2 separate regions of the Mus musculus genome follow, and region 1 is linked to region 2. A link is a contact called in public HiChIP or PLAC-seq data. All regions are on one chromosome and are shown on one strand. Each heading gives the region's core, a stretch centred on a gene start, on an enhancer-like site or on the middle of the called end of the contact. The rest is flanking DNA. Distances are from core to core; before and after follow the strand shown.

Region 1 (6,702 bases), core at 111-2,610, 180 kb before region 2:
AGCAAAAGGTTCCCAGGACCCATCAGGGATGTCTTTAGCGGAAATATGCAACTAAGGAGAGATACAACCTGCAGAGACCACCTCCAGTAGATAGGCACAGCCCCCAGTTGAGGAAAGGGACCACCCACCCATCTCAAAAGTTTTAACTCAGAAATATTACTGTCTAAAGGAAAGACAGGGACAAAAAAAATGAAAGAAAGAAAGGAAGGAAGGAAGGAAGGAAGGAAGGAAGGAAGGAAGGAAGGAAGGAAGGAAGAGAAAGAATGAAGGAAAGAAAAGCCAACCAGAGACTGTCCCACCTAGGCATCCATCCCATCTGCAGACACCAAACCCAGACACTATTGCTGATGCCAAGAAGTGCTTGCTGACAGGAGCCTGATATGGTTGTTCCATGAGAGGCTCTGCCAGCACCTGACCAATACAGATACTCACAGCCAACCATTGAACTGAGCCTGGGACCCCAGTGGAAGAGCTAGGGGAAGAACTGAATGAAGGAGCTGAAGAGGATTGCAACCCCATAGGAAGAACAATATCAACTAACCTGACCACCCAGAGCTGTCAGAGACTAAACCACCAACCAAAGAGTACACATGGAGGGAGCCATGGCTCCAGATACATATGTAACAGAGGATGGCCTTATCTGACATCAATGGGAGGGGAGGCTCTTAGTCCTGTAGAGGCTTGATGCCCCAGGGTAGGGGAATGTTAGATCAGTGAGGCAGGAGTGGGTGAGTGGGTGGAGGAGCACCCTCACAGAGGCAGAGGGGAGGGGAGAGAGGGGAGGCAAGATGGGGGATTTGTGGAGGGGTAACCCGGGAAGCAGGATATCACTTGAAGTGTAAACGAATAAAATGATTAATTTTTTTTTAAGTAACAAAATACAACTCTAAAACCACAAGCCCTGCCTTCCGTACCTGTTTCCTCCAGTGTAACTCCTACTCTTAAATGTTCCACATCCTGCCAAAGAAGAGCCACCAGCTACGGACCAAGTGCCTCAGTCACATGAGCCAGCAGAGAACCTTCTACATTCAAACTACGACAGTAGTACGAACAGGCTGTTTAGAAGTGTTAAGAATCATAAGCATTTAGGCAGCCTGTCTCCTGCTCAGCGGAGATGGAGAGCAGGAACTGGCTCAGGAAAGTCAGGTTAAGGGACTACTTATTTCCCCGTAAGCCACAGAGAGTCATTTGACTTTGAAAATTATATACATAGAATGCTTCAGTAAGAATAAATTACATTTTGGAAAGGAATTTGTACGACATTCCTAAGAATTAAGTGTTTCATGCATGTGTGTGTGCATGCTCTAGACAGAGAGGGACTAGACCACGGCTTTGCTCCTGCTAATTGCCTGCAGATGTGTAAATGTCTTCAGGGTGAAAGGAAAGGATGGCAGAAACCACAGCATGTAACTGGCTGGAAGTGGCCCCGTCCTACCTTCCAAGTTAAAAGGGCACAGCTGGCAGGGACCATGGAGCCGAGATGCAGGAGTTTGCTATGCTGGTTTGAATCTCATATCCCTGAGCCAAGAGGCACCTGCCTTGGCAGCTAAATGCTGTGATCTTCAAGGGTAGAAAAGCCCACCACATGGGCTGGCGGCAGCTGGAAGGGAAGTCTATTATACAGAGAAAGCAGTGTTACCTGGACTGGAGCCTCTGGGAGCCAACCTGCACTGGGATAGGGCTGTCCCCTGAGGATAGGGCTGTCCCCTGAGGATAGGGCTGTCCCCTGAGGGTAGGACTGTCCCCTGAGGGTAGGGCTGTCCCCTGAGGGTAGGGCTGTCCCCTGAGGGTAGGGTGTCCCCTGAGGGTAGGGCTGTCCCCTGAGGGTAGGGTGTCCCCTGAGGGTAGGGCTGTCCCCTGAGGGTAGGGCTAACTCCTTGTTCTGTCATGCAGAGGACTTTGACTTCCTACATGAGCTTCTCTGGGGAGACTGCAGAAGAAACCATGAAACTAGTGGATACAACTGTGTGACAGAACTTTTATTTAAGGTTACATCACTTCTAGAAGAGTCACAAATTCATGCACAGAACAGAGTTGCCCCACATTTGCTGGTGTGGAGACTAGACAAGTTCCTGGGGGGTGTATCAATTAGTCTCTGCTCTCTGCTTTTTCTCACCGTTTAGTTTTAACCCATAGATGTTTATGGTAAAGTAGTTTTTTTCAAAGCGTGATGGTACCTGTGTTCCCACACTCAGGAGGCAGAGTCAGTAGGATAGAGCGTCGAATGCCAATCTGAACTAACACGTGGGATATGGAGGCTGCAGCTGGAGGACCGGAAGTTCAAAGTGATCCTCGGCTACCTTGTAAGTTCTAGGCCAGCCTGGGCTATATGAAACCTTGTATTAGAGTAAAACACCAAGACAAATAAGTGTAGTTTCCTTATAGATAACATAGTTGAGTCTTCCTTCTACTGAACTTAACTCTCTAACTTTTAAAAAAGTGTTTCTGTTATTTATGCACATGCATGCGTGCTTTGTGCGTGCTCCTGGTCAGAAGAGAATGTCAGTGCCTTTGGAACTGGAATACAGGTATTTGTGGGGTGTTCAGTGTAGGTGTCAGGATCTGAAGTCCACTCCCCGTGGGTGAGCACACACGCTCTTAATCTCTGGGCCCTCTCTTCAGCCAGAGTCTTTGATATCTTGGAAATTGAATTTCTTACAGCATTTACTGCTTGCTACTTGTTTTCTGTCTCTCCTGTCTACTCTTTGTTCTCTTTCTCTTCATTTCCTATATCCTTTTGTGTAACTTAGTCTCTTTAGAGGAAGCTTACAGTACACTCCTATTTCCCATGGCTCTGCTTTGTGTTATTGTCATAGTACTTTACGATTGGTCCCTTTCTTCTTTTGAGACAAGGTCTTGCTCTATAGCCCAGGCTGGTCTCAAACTCACAGTAATTTTCTTGCTCAGTCTCCAACACTGAAAGCACAGATGTGTACCAGCATGCCCAACTCACAGGTTTTATATGTATGTTATAAACCCCACAATACATCTTTATTACATTTCCCTTAATTGTACTTAAAAATATAACTTGAATAAAAAGATATATTTTATATTCACCCAACATTTATAGTTCCTAACCCTGTGTATCTGTGTGTGAGTGTGTATGTATGTGTATGTGTGTGTGTATATAAAAGTATATCTGTGATATGTATGTGTGTACATGAGTGTTTATGTGTGTGTGTGTATGAATATGTATGAGTAGTATATATGTGTGTATATATATATGTGTGTCTGTGTGTGTGTGTATGTATTTGTGTATGAGTATGTATGAGTGTATATGTGTGAGTGTGTATATGTGTATATGTGTGAATATGTGAGCATATATCTTCATGTGTACATCTGCATGTGAGTGTATGTATGTGTGTATATGTATGTATATGTGTATTTGTAAGTATGTGCATATGTGTGTGAGAATGTGTGGTGTGTACCTAAGTGTGTACTTGCACCTGTCACTGCTCCCATGTGCACTGACCAGAGCTGAACATCAAGTGTCAACATCACAATTATCCATTTATTGCCCTGATACAGCCTCTCGCCGCCCTGGAAGCTTGCCCCTTTGACTAAGCTGCTTATCCTGAGACCTGCCTATCTCCATGCAGTGCTGGAGTTACAGGCATGCACAGCCATACACATCGCTAGAGATTAGAACACAGGTGAGACGCTACAACATGAGGTTCTCACCATAATCATCAGCACAGTTGTGATCTTGAGCCTCCAGACTGTGAAATAAATAAATTCCCTGTCTTTTAAATTGACTGGTCTCAACCATTCTATCGAATCAGCAGAACATAGACCCCTGCACCTTTCTGGAACTCCAAGTACTCCAAGTATTTACAGGCTGCCTCCCAATCCAGTCCTTTCTTCCTTCTCATAAGTGTGATCTTTTTTGTTGGCACAGTTAATGAATTTTCTGCACTTTTTTTTTCTCGAAATATCGTTGTGAGGTTTTTTCTCTATTTTTATTTGTCTTTCAAGGTTTTTCAATGAGAAGACAAGAGAAATGGCATTGGGAATGGCCACACAGATAATTTTTAAAAATTAGAAATTTCCACTTCTGCCCTTAAAAAAAGAGTGCATTCTATTCAACTATTTTCTAATGTGTAGACATTCTCGATTATCTCTTTATTGTCCCATTAATAATGTTTGTTTTAGTTTAGTTCCACTTTACTGTTGGCATTCTAGAGCCTTCTAAGCTATTTGATATAATTTCCCCATTATTTCATTAATATTTTAATATTACATCATCCCTAAGTTGACTCCTGTCAATAGCACCAAAACTGTATTTTATGTATTGAGAGAACACTTTAACAAAGGGTTCAGCATTTCGTCTGACTCACACACATCACAGCTGAGCTACTCGGTTGGCTTCTGGCAACTGAGCTTCCTCGTTGTTTGTTGAAATGTCACTTTCCCTGCTTCCACTTTTTCCTTCTTTTTCTCTGATTTTCCTGTGCAGGCTCCTCTTGCTCCAGCCACTCCTCCAATGATAAGCCAAGACTTTTCAGGGCTTCCTCTTTGCTTTCATTCCTTGGGACCATCCCATCTATTCCCTGGGTTCTAATTATTCTGTATTAACTGTGCACTGCTGTCAAAGCTATCTGTTCACTCATGACCATATGCATTTTACTTAACATCTTCTCTCTTTTTAGTTGTATTTATGGATATGAATGTTTTGCCTACATGCATGTCTATGCATTGTGTGTGTGTGTGTTTGGTGCCCTCAGAGGCCAGAGGAGGGAATCATATGCCCTGGAACTGGCATTATGGGTGGTTGTGAGCCACCATGTGGGTGATAGGAATCGAACCTGGGTCCTCTGGAAGAACTGAAGTGTTCTTAACCACTGAGCCATTGCTCCAGTCACCACTTAACATTTCTTAATCTTGTTCTTCAACTAGAAACTGGGGATACTATCTCACAGAGACATTGTAAGGATTAAGAGAATTTGTAAAATGTTACTTAGGATTTAAAAGTTTAAAATATTATGAAAATCTCCTATTTACTTTTAGTAAGTCCTGCATAATAATGCCAGTGCCCTAAATGAGTTCCAGACTAACCTTACATAAAGAGTGGCACATAACACTCTCTGCTAACTACAGCGTTACCTTCTCTCCAAACCTTGACTGTGTTTAATGTCACTCAAGCCAGAAATACGCTCTTCATCTTGACAGAACACAGGCGTCTATACATGTCCCAATGGATATGAAGAATAGTTGACTTTTCATACAGGTAGGTAGAATGAGAGAGAGTCTTCAAGTGGCAGGTGTGGCATGAGAAAGTGGCAAAGACATGGCCAGGAGACAGTTTGGAGAATGAGAAAGCTGAAGAGCAGGCTCGGGCTGAGGGGACTGCAGTCCCTCAGCATGACCAGTCCTCTGTCCATTATACTAATGTAACCTAATGTCACCCGCCCTGGTGAGTCTAGCCATGTGTGATTCTGGGGTGTATGGCTTTAAAAGGGATTAGTTCCATGGGGAGGGAATCTGTGCAGCTTAGAAAGCAGAATTGAATTAGAGAACTATCGGAATATCCATAGATATATAGATATATATGCATGCTATTTTATTGGGCTCTTGTACCTCTTCCTCCCTTCCAACCCTTATTCCACCCTCATCTGTTGCAATCCTCAACTCTAGGTAGGAGAGAAGGAAGATTAGAGGGAAAGGGGGTAGAGATCACTTTAGACCACTTCCTAATGACTAGGGGTGTCGGGGTCCTTGGGAAGAGTCCAATCTTCATTGTCAGGGTATCTCCAACTTCTTTTTCTCATCTCTTTGCTCATGACCACTTGACAAACTGTAACAACAGCAGCCATGAGAAGCAAAGGAGAAGAAGCAGCCACCTTGGAGCATGCCCAGGCCCCTCTCCAGATTCTGGCATTTATATCCTCTGAAAACTTCCCAGAATTCCAAGCATAAACTATCTGCAGCTAGGCAAAATCACGCCTTTGTTAATGCACAAAACAAAGCATAATCGCCTGCTATGAAGCAGCCTCTGATCCACACTTGTGATTAAAACAAACATCACATAATGTAACTGGGTTTCTTTTTTTAATGTATTTTTATTGGTTATTTTATTTATTTATATTTCAAATGTTATCCCCCCCTTCCCGGTTTCCCCTCTGCAAACCTCCTATCCCATCCCCCCTCCCCCTGCTTCTTTGAGGGAGCTCCCCACCCACCCACTCCTCCCTCACTACCCTAGCATTCCCCTATGCTGGTGCATTGAGCCGTCACAGGATCAAGGGTCTTCCCTCCCATTGATGCCAAATAAGACACTCTTCTGCTTCATATGTAGCAGGAGACATAGATCCTTCCATGTGTAATCTTTGGTTGGTGGTTTAGTCCCTGGGGGTTCTGGGGTCTGGTTGGTTGATATTGTTGTACTTCCTAAGGGGCTATGAACCCCTTCAGCTCCTTTAGTCCTTGCCCTAACTTCTCCATTAGGGTCCCAGTGTTCAGTCCAATGTTTGGCTGCAACCATCCACATCTGTATTGGTCAGGCTCTGGCAGAGCCTCTCAGGGGACAGCCATACCAGGCTCCTGTCAGCAAGTGCCTCTTGGCATCAGCAATAGTGTCTGGGTTTGGTGACTGGGTTTCTAAAGAAACCAAAATTCTCACTACAGAGAGCCATTAAAACACTGTTTGATGAAGTTCTTGAATTAAAATCTGTACGCAGACCAGATTCCTGCGAGCCTGGTGCT
Region 2 (6,239 bases), core at 1,568-4,067:
TATAACCCAGATTGGATGCACACTCATTTTGTACCTGAGCTGGCTTTAAAGTTTTGACTCTCCTGCCTCTGCCTCTCAAGTGCTAATGTAACAAACAGACCAACTTCTGGGACCACACAGAATAAATAAATACATCAGGTTTTTTTGTATGGTCCTAATGATACCTCTAAAGGGTTTCATATTATCTGCTAGATAGTTGAATAGAGCATTGTTCTGGAGTTTCCACAGCATCAGTCCTTTGGAGAAACCAGTCAGAGCTTCAGCAGGACAGTGGTCTGCATCCAACCTGGCTGCAGACAGACAGACAGGCTCTTAGCCAGGCGTGCGGTGGCCCTGATGATCATCCAAATCAACACAGATGGGGATTCCCTGTTTCTGTGTTACTAAGTCTGGCTGGGTTAGGGCACAAGAGTTGGGCCAATACTATGCGCTGAGCAGTAAGGCCAAGCTCAATTGGAAACAAGAGACGAAGGTTGGGAGAAATGTCCACCTTCTCAGAATAACCCAAGTCCTGTCAATGGTCCCCTTTAGCCTCCCTCTGACAGTCTGGCTAGCTCTTTCCCCTTTCTACAAATAACGAAGCCACACTAAACCTTAGCCCTCTCCCTGCCTCCTCGAGGACTTCTCTCCGCTGGTGAGAATGAGAGCCGTCTGCACTTCCTGCTTCCACAGTTGTGCCTCTGACGCACCTCAAGTCTCCGCTCTGGTTTCTTTCCACAACTCTTCATTCCCAACAAGCTCACCAGGGACTTCCCAGTCAGCATAATGAATGGGCCGTCTCCTTAACAGCTCACTCATTCTCTGTGCCATCTACTGAGACCTTTCCTTTCATCTAGAGATGCTCTAACTCTCTGGCTCCCAGGACGGTTCTCCTCTATGTTGAACTACACTGGTGACCTGTCTCCAAGTGTCTTCTGGTGACCTGTCTGTCGCTTCTCTCATTCTACAGACCTCGGGCTCTGCCAGAGCTTCAATAGCCACTCGTATACTGACATCATTCAAATTTCTACATTAACCAACAGCCCACTAAATATGACCTACAGAAATCTCAACACATCAAAAACTCACTCAGGGCCAGGCCCTATCTTGCAAACCTGCCTGTTCTTCACAGACTGCCTGGCCTTTCCAGATGCTAAAGATCCCGTTACTTAATCTGGAAACAAAGGAACCATATTTTAGTCACCATTCTTCCTACTACTTGCCACTTGTGAGTTAGCAAGATGGCTGAGACCACGTCTTCTCTCTCTTAGTGAAAACCCCGCTCCAGCCCCGCACCCTCAGATCAACCTCTCTTCTGGCCACCTGAGTACTCTTTAACACAATTATGATCACTTCCAGCTTAACTTCCTTGCATGGCTTCCACACTGATTCTCTCCCCTACTCATGACCGCCCAGAGCCCACAGGCAGCCTCGGCCATTCCAGCTTTGGACAGTTAGGGCTCTGGTGGCCTGTCAAGAGATGCGGCTTTGACATGGCACCTAGGATGTGTGTGATATGACTTGTAGACGTGACAAGCTCGTTCTCGGGCTATCACAGCCGGGGGAAAAAACCTAGACTAATTTTGCAGCGCAAGAGAGGACAAGGTGAGCCTATAGGGAAGGTGAGGGGTGGGTGCTGGAGAATTAAGAGATGCAAAAAAAGAAACAGCCAAGTACTGTGAACAAAGTAAACGCTCCTCGGAATGTCTCCAGACTCTACAGCCGGCCACTGGAAACCCATCACGGAGAGGCTGCGGTAAGCACAGCTCTCAAGCACAAGTGAGTGGGGCAGATGCTTGGAAAACCCACTTTCTACAGAGGGGAGAAATGGCAAAGAGGGCAATTCACAAAGGAGAGCTGTCTTCCCAACTAGGTGCAGCACCAGAGGACCTTTTAAAGAAGGCAAGATCACAGGGATCTTCCACAGGGCGCATTCATCCATTCATCGAGCAGATGCAGAAAAGAGTGAATTATTTTATTTACCTCTCACAAAGGAGAATGCTATAAAGATTCTCACTCCCAAAATGTCTTTTTGAAAGCAGTCAGCTGAAATCCAAATAAAACAATGGTGAATGCACACGTTTGTCGTAGACTTACTAACCTGTATAAAGAAATCTCTAGAAGCTGCTCTCCAGTATGTTACCAGAATTGAAAACAACTGATTTGACTTGTCAGGGTAAGTCCTTTGCCCCAAAATTATTGGCCCATGAAGGCCCCACACAGAGAAGCATAACTTAGGCTATGGGCACTGAACCATATAGATCCATGTTCAAAGCCCGACTGTGCCATCCTGTCGGTGAGGACTGGCCTTGACTCCAGTGAAGTCGCTTGCCCTAGGTGGGTCACACTGCATCATTAAGGCAGACCTGGGGCAAGAACCTTGCCCTTGTTCTTTCCAGGTACCTACTGACCAGGCAGCGAGTCCCCTGCGCAGCTATCCCCCATGCCTGGGAAGCCTTTGTCCCCCCTCTCCCCCAACTCACCAGAGAGCACCCGAGGAAGTGGCCCACGGGTAGGGGGCAGTCAGAAAGGGGGTGCAGTCCGCAGGGGGTGGGCGCGAGCAGGAGGGGAAAGAGGGGCGGCCGGGTGGTGATTGGCTGGGCTTCACCAGGCAGCTCCCGGCCAAGAACAAAAGAGAGCAGGCGGCGGGCGTCTTTGGAGTAGGCGCTCCCACCCGCGGGGCACCGGCTTCGCTGCTGCGGGAGGACGCGCCCACCAGCAGCCCGCGGAGCAAGCCAGGCGGCGCGCGCGGTTTCTCCGAGAAAGCCGGCCGTGCACCTAGGAATTAACCGGCCGGCGCGCGAGGGGAGGGAAGCGGGGCGGGCGAGGGGTGGAGGGGGGGAATGCTGAGCGCGCGCGAGAACAATAATAAGATCGTGTTTGCGGTCGCTGCCCGAGGAGGAATTCGGAGGAGGCGCGAGGCCCGGAGCTCGCACGGAACCCAGAAGCTCGGCGGGGAGGCGGCGGCTGCATGAGGCTGGCGACGCGGCTCCTGTGAGCAGCGCGCGGCGGTAGCGGCGGCGTCGGGACTCGGCGCGGCCGGACGCGGGCTCCCATCCCCCGCAGCCGGGCGGGGATCTGCGGGGCCTGCGGTGCCCCCCGCCCACCGCTCGCCTCGGCCACTGCCTCGCCGCTCTCCCTCGTCGGAGCGGCCGCTCGAGCGTTCGGCTCGAGGCCCCGCGGGGAGCGCGGCGCGGTTCCGTCGTCCCGCGGAGGGGCGGCCTCCCAGCATCTTCGCGGCGGCCAAGGACCGGCGAGCAGGAGAACGACCGGGATGGCGCGTCCGCGGCCCCGCGAGTACAAAGCGGGAGACCTGGTCTTCGCCAAGATGAAGGGCTACCCGCACTGGCCCGCCCGGGTGAGTACGGCGGCCGCGCGCGCGGGCCCGCCCGCCCACCATTTTCCCTTCATGATGGCGCGCCCGCCCCCTTTCCCCATCACCTCGGCTCGAGCCCGCCTCGCGCCTGGCCGCCGCCTGGGCTGAACCGCGAGCTGTGCTGCGCACCGGGCTCCGGGCCGAGGCGAAGGTTCCGGGCTGCGCCCTCGCCGGCTCGGCGGCCATCCTGACGCCCACGTTCGAAGGCGGGTTCGACCGGACAGGCCCGACGTCGCCTTCCTCATGGAAGCCGGCGGGGACCGGGAAGCGGGTCCGGGGTGGAGGCGCCGGCTGGCTCCCAGCATGGTCCTGAGTAGACGCCCTGATCCGGGCGAACGTCGAGGCAGGTAGGAGAGCGAAAGGCTGTCCCCCAGCCGGCGAGAGCCGGTGACGGTCAGTCCTGGGAAAGGGGATGGTCGTGCAGAGGCCAGCGGCAGTCTCATGGTAGCAATCTTCGATCTCAGAGCATCCTTCATCTTCCAGACTTGTTGAGTGTTTCCTGGGCGCGATCCCCTGTGCCTCACCTGCCCTCTCATTGTCCATTGCCTCCCTGGTGCCCTGGTTCTTAGAAACTGACACCAAATAGCCTGTCACTGGCTGGTGAATTCAAGGAGCTTCCTTGTGCCTTTTCACCTCCATATTTGTTTTAGGTCGGTTCCCGAACCTTATTCTTGGCCTCGAACCAAACCCACGACAGCTCTCTTCTTCCTAAACAGCAAGACTGTCGCTAGGTTTTCTCTAGAAAGCATCTGCATTTAATACACAGCATTCAGTATTTTTATTCCGATCCTTACTGAGGAAGAAGCACTACCGCGTCTGTGCGCACCTTATGTTGAAAAAAAAAAACAATCACTTTCACCTTCAATTTGTTTAAATTTAATAGCTGGCGGTTGACTGACTGAAAAGAATACAGTTAAAAGATAGTTAAAGCAGTTTGGAGACAATGCTGGGTATTCTTGAGGAACAAAAATAGTCAAGGGAGAAGCTGACAGAAATTGGGAGCTTGGGAGCGTGAACTCGTGTTGTGTGGTGATAAAGTGAAGGTAACAAGACCAAGGGGAAAGTACACCCATTCACACAAGGAAGTGACATCAAGAGGGGCAGGCTGAAGATCAGTGTAGTTGAGGTAATGGATAGACATAATCATTTTGAACTCGTTTGTTTTGGCATGATTTTAAAATGGAAAGGACACTGGGCCAGGAACTTAGGGGATCTGGAGAGTGGGTCAGGCACTGTTAGGAACTAATCATTTTAACTGCCTGCACTTCCATTTCTGTAACTTTAGAATAACCATCTCCAGGATTCCTTCCAACACTAACAACCTCAGGCATCAAGAGGAAAAAAACAGTCTTACTCAGATTCCACTCGGATGTGATAAATTCTTCATGTATAAACTCTAAGACCTGGAATAAGGCAGAGTTTCAACGTCGAAGTACTGGTTGTCATTGTTTTGTTATTTGTTTGCTTTAATCTTACAAAATAGTGAATAATACTCGAAGGGCAAGGTTGACGATTTTAGGGGTCTTCTAGGGAGTCCCTGTGTGTATTGTCAAGCCAATAAACAACTCTGTGAGGTTGTATGTATATACTCACAGTCTGTGCCATAGTCTGGCCATGGAAAAGTATCTTCCGAGGATCAAAAAGAAAATACTTACAGCCTCATTAACACGTTGCTGTCACAGGTTGACCACCTGTGGTAATTAGTGAAACAAAACTACTACGAAAGTATTTCTAGTTGTACAAAAAAAAAAAAATTCCTAGAAGGTATAATTCCAAACCAATATAAAATGAGAAAGCAAAACCATTAGATTTTCAGATTTAAAAGGACGCATGGAAGAACATGTGTTCACATTTACCTTCTTTTTTTTTTTTTCTTCCTTTTTTTTCTCCCCATCCACCCCTGGGAGCTGAGGACCAAACCCAGGGTCTTGCGCTTGCTAGGCAAGTGCTCTACCACTGAGCTAAATCCCAAAAAACCTCCCCCACCCACATTTGCCTTCTTAAGGAAAGTTCTAAGGCTCACAAAAAGCTATAGCAACATTTTGCATTTTCCAAGGAAAGGTAAAGGTTAGGAGAAAAAGAGTATTTTGAGGCCCTACTCTTGATTACATATGTTGATTACATATGTTCTCATTTTCACCTCAGTTTTATGCAGCATTATCTCTCCTTTTATACCTGCTTCTAACTTTGAAGGTTGATATTTAAAAATACTAACTGGAAAACGAATCTTGTTTGCATTTCCGATACGTTCACCTTATATAAAAGCTAGCAGTGTATGAGGCCCCAAAGAGTCAAGCCTCAGGTGGGAAGGTGTGCTCTGTTTCATACAGCAGGAAGGAGCTGCTGCAGGGCCAGAGCTGATGCATACAAGAATGGGAGAATAGCTTCCTTGCTTCTGAGGAAGATGGTTGGTTCAGGGAAGCACCTTGTGAGGAATGTGGGTCAAGAGGATGCATAGGGAAAGCTGGATTCCTCTCCTGGCAGGATCAGGCCTTGATGCTTAGTGCTCTGGCTCTACTTCTGTAATCTCTTCTGCATTTGAATTTAGTAATAATTCTCACTTTTGAGAGCTTATTAGTCTGCTTTACCTGTGCTTTCATTTCCTGCAGTCCAAAAACCCAGTGTGGTGCCATACAATATTTTGAGAGATAGGCAAAGACAACATTCAAATGACTTTTATTACAGTAAATTGCTTAAATTATTGTACTTTATTGTTTCCCTTTACATAATTTGTAAGTTGAACTTTTTCATAGTTATATGCATTTCAAGAAAAAAAAACAATTTTACAGGATTTTGTACTGCCTCATTTAGATATTGACTGTGAATCTTGAAGCCTACGGAGGTGATAAGGAGCTACTGTCTCCCAAAGCAGTGTGTTTGAGCA

Evidence for each region. HiChIP or PLAC-seq counts read pairs in DNA pulled down with a chosen protein or histone mark.
Region 1: a contact with region 2 is called in an H3K4me3 HiChIP or PLAC-seq map of craniofacial prominence, with 2.5 times the contacts expected there. The contact joins the enhancer-like site here to the promoter of Hdgfl3 in region 2. A contact is called at or near these places in 3 of 39 promoter capture datasets (embryonic stem cells and stem cell-derived epiblast-like cells), 2 of 484 Hi-C or Micro-C datasets (embryonic fibroblasts and hemogenic endothelial cells), 10 of 115 datasets of contacts at active chromatin or transcription factors (the NIH/3T3 cell line, cardiomyocytes, craniofacial prominence and 6 more) and 2 of 9 other capture datasets (adipose tissue and pancreatic islet).

The regions. Positions count from the first base shown.
Region 1 is chr7:82,104,464-82,111,165 of GRCm38.p6, reverse strand. No RefSeq gene overlaps it. Among named protein-coding and RNA genes, the nearest start is that of Gm32850, 12 kb to the left of the region's middle. Within about 2 kb of position 1,360, at least 41 of the 459 cell types and tissues checked have an H3K27ac peak or open chromatin away from gene starts, as enhancers often do. A contact at or near this core is called in the NIH/3T3 cell line, craniofacial prominence and embryonic limb bud, where this site is marked.
Region 2 is chr7:81,931,037-81,937,275 of GRCm38.p6, reverse strand. Hdgfl3 (HDGF like 3) reads left to right here and starts at 2,817. Exons shown (of 6, transcript NM_013886.4): 1 at 2,817-3,337. The coding sequence starts at 3,254.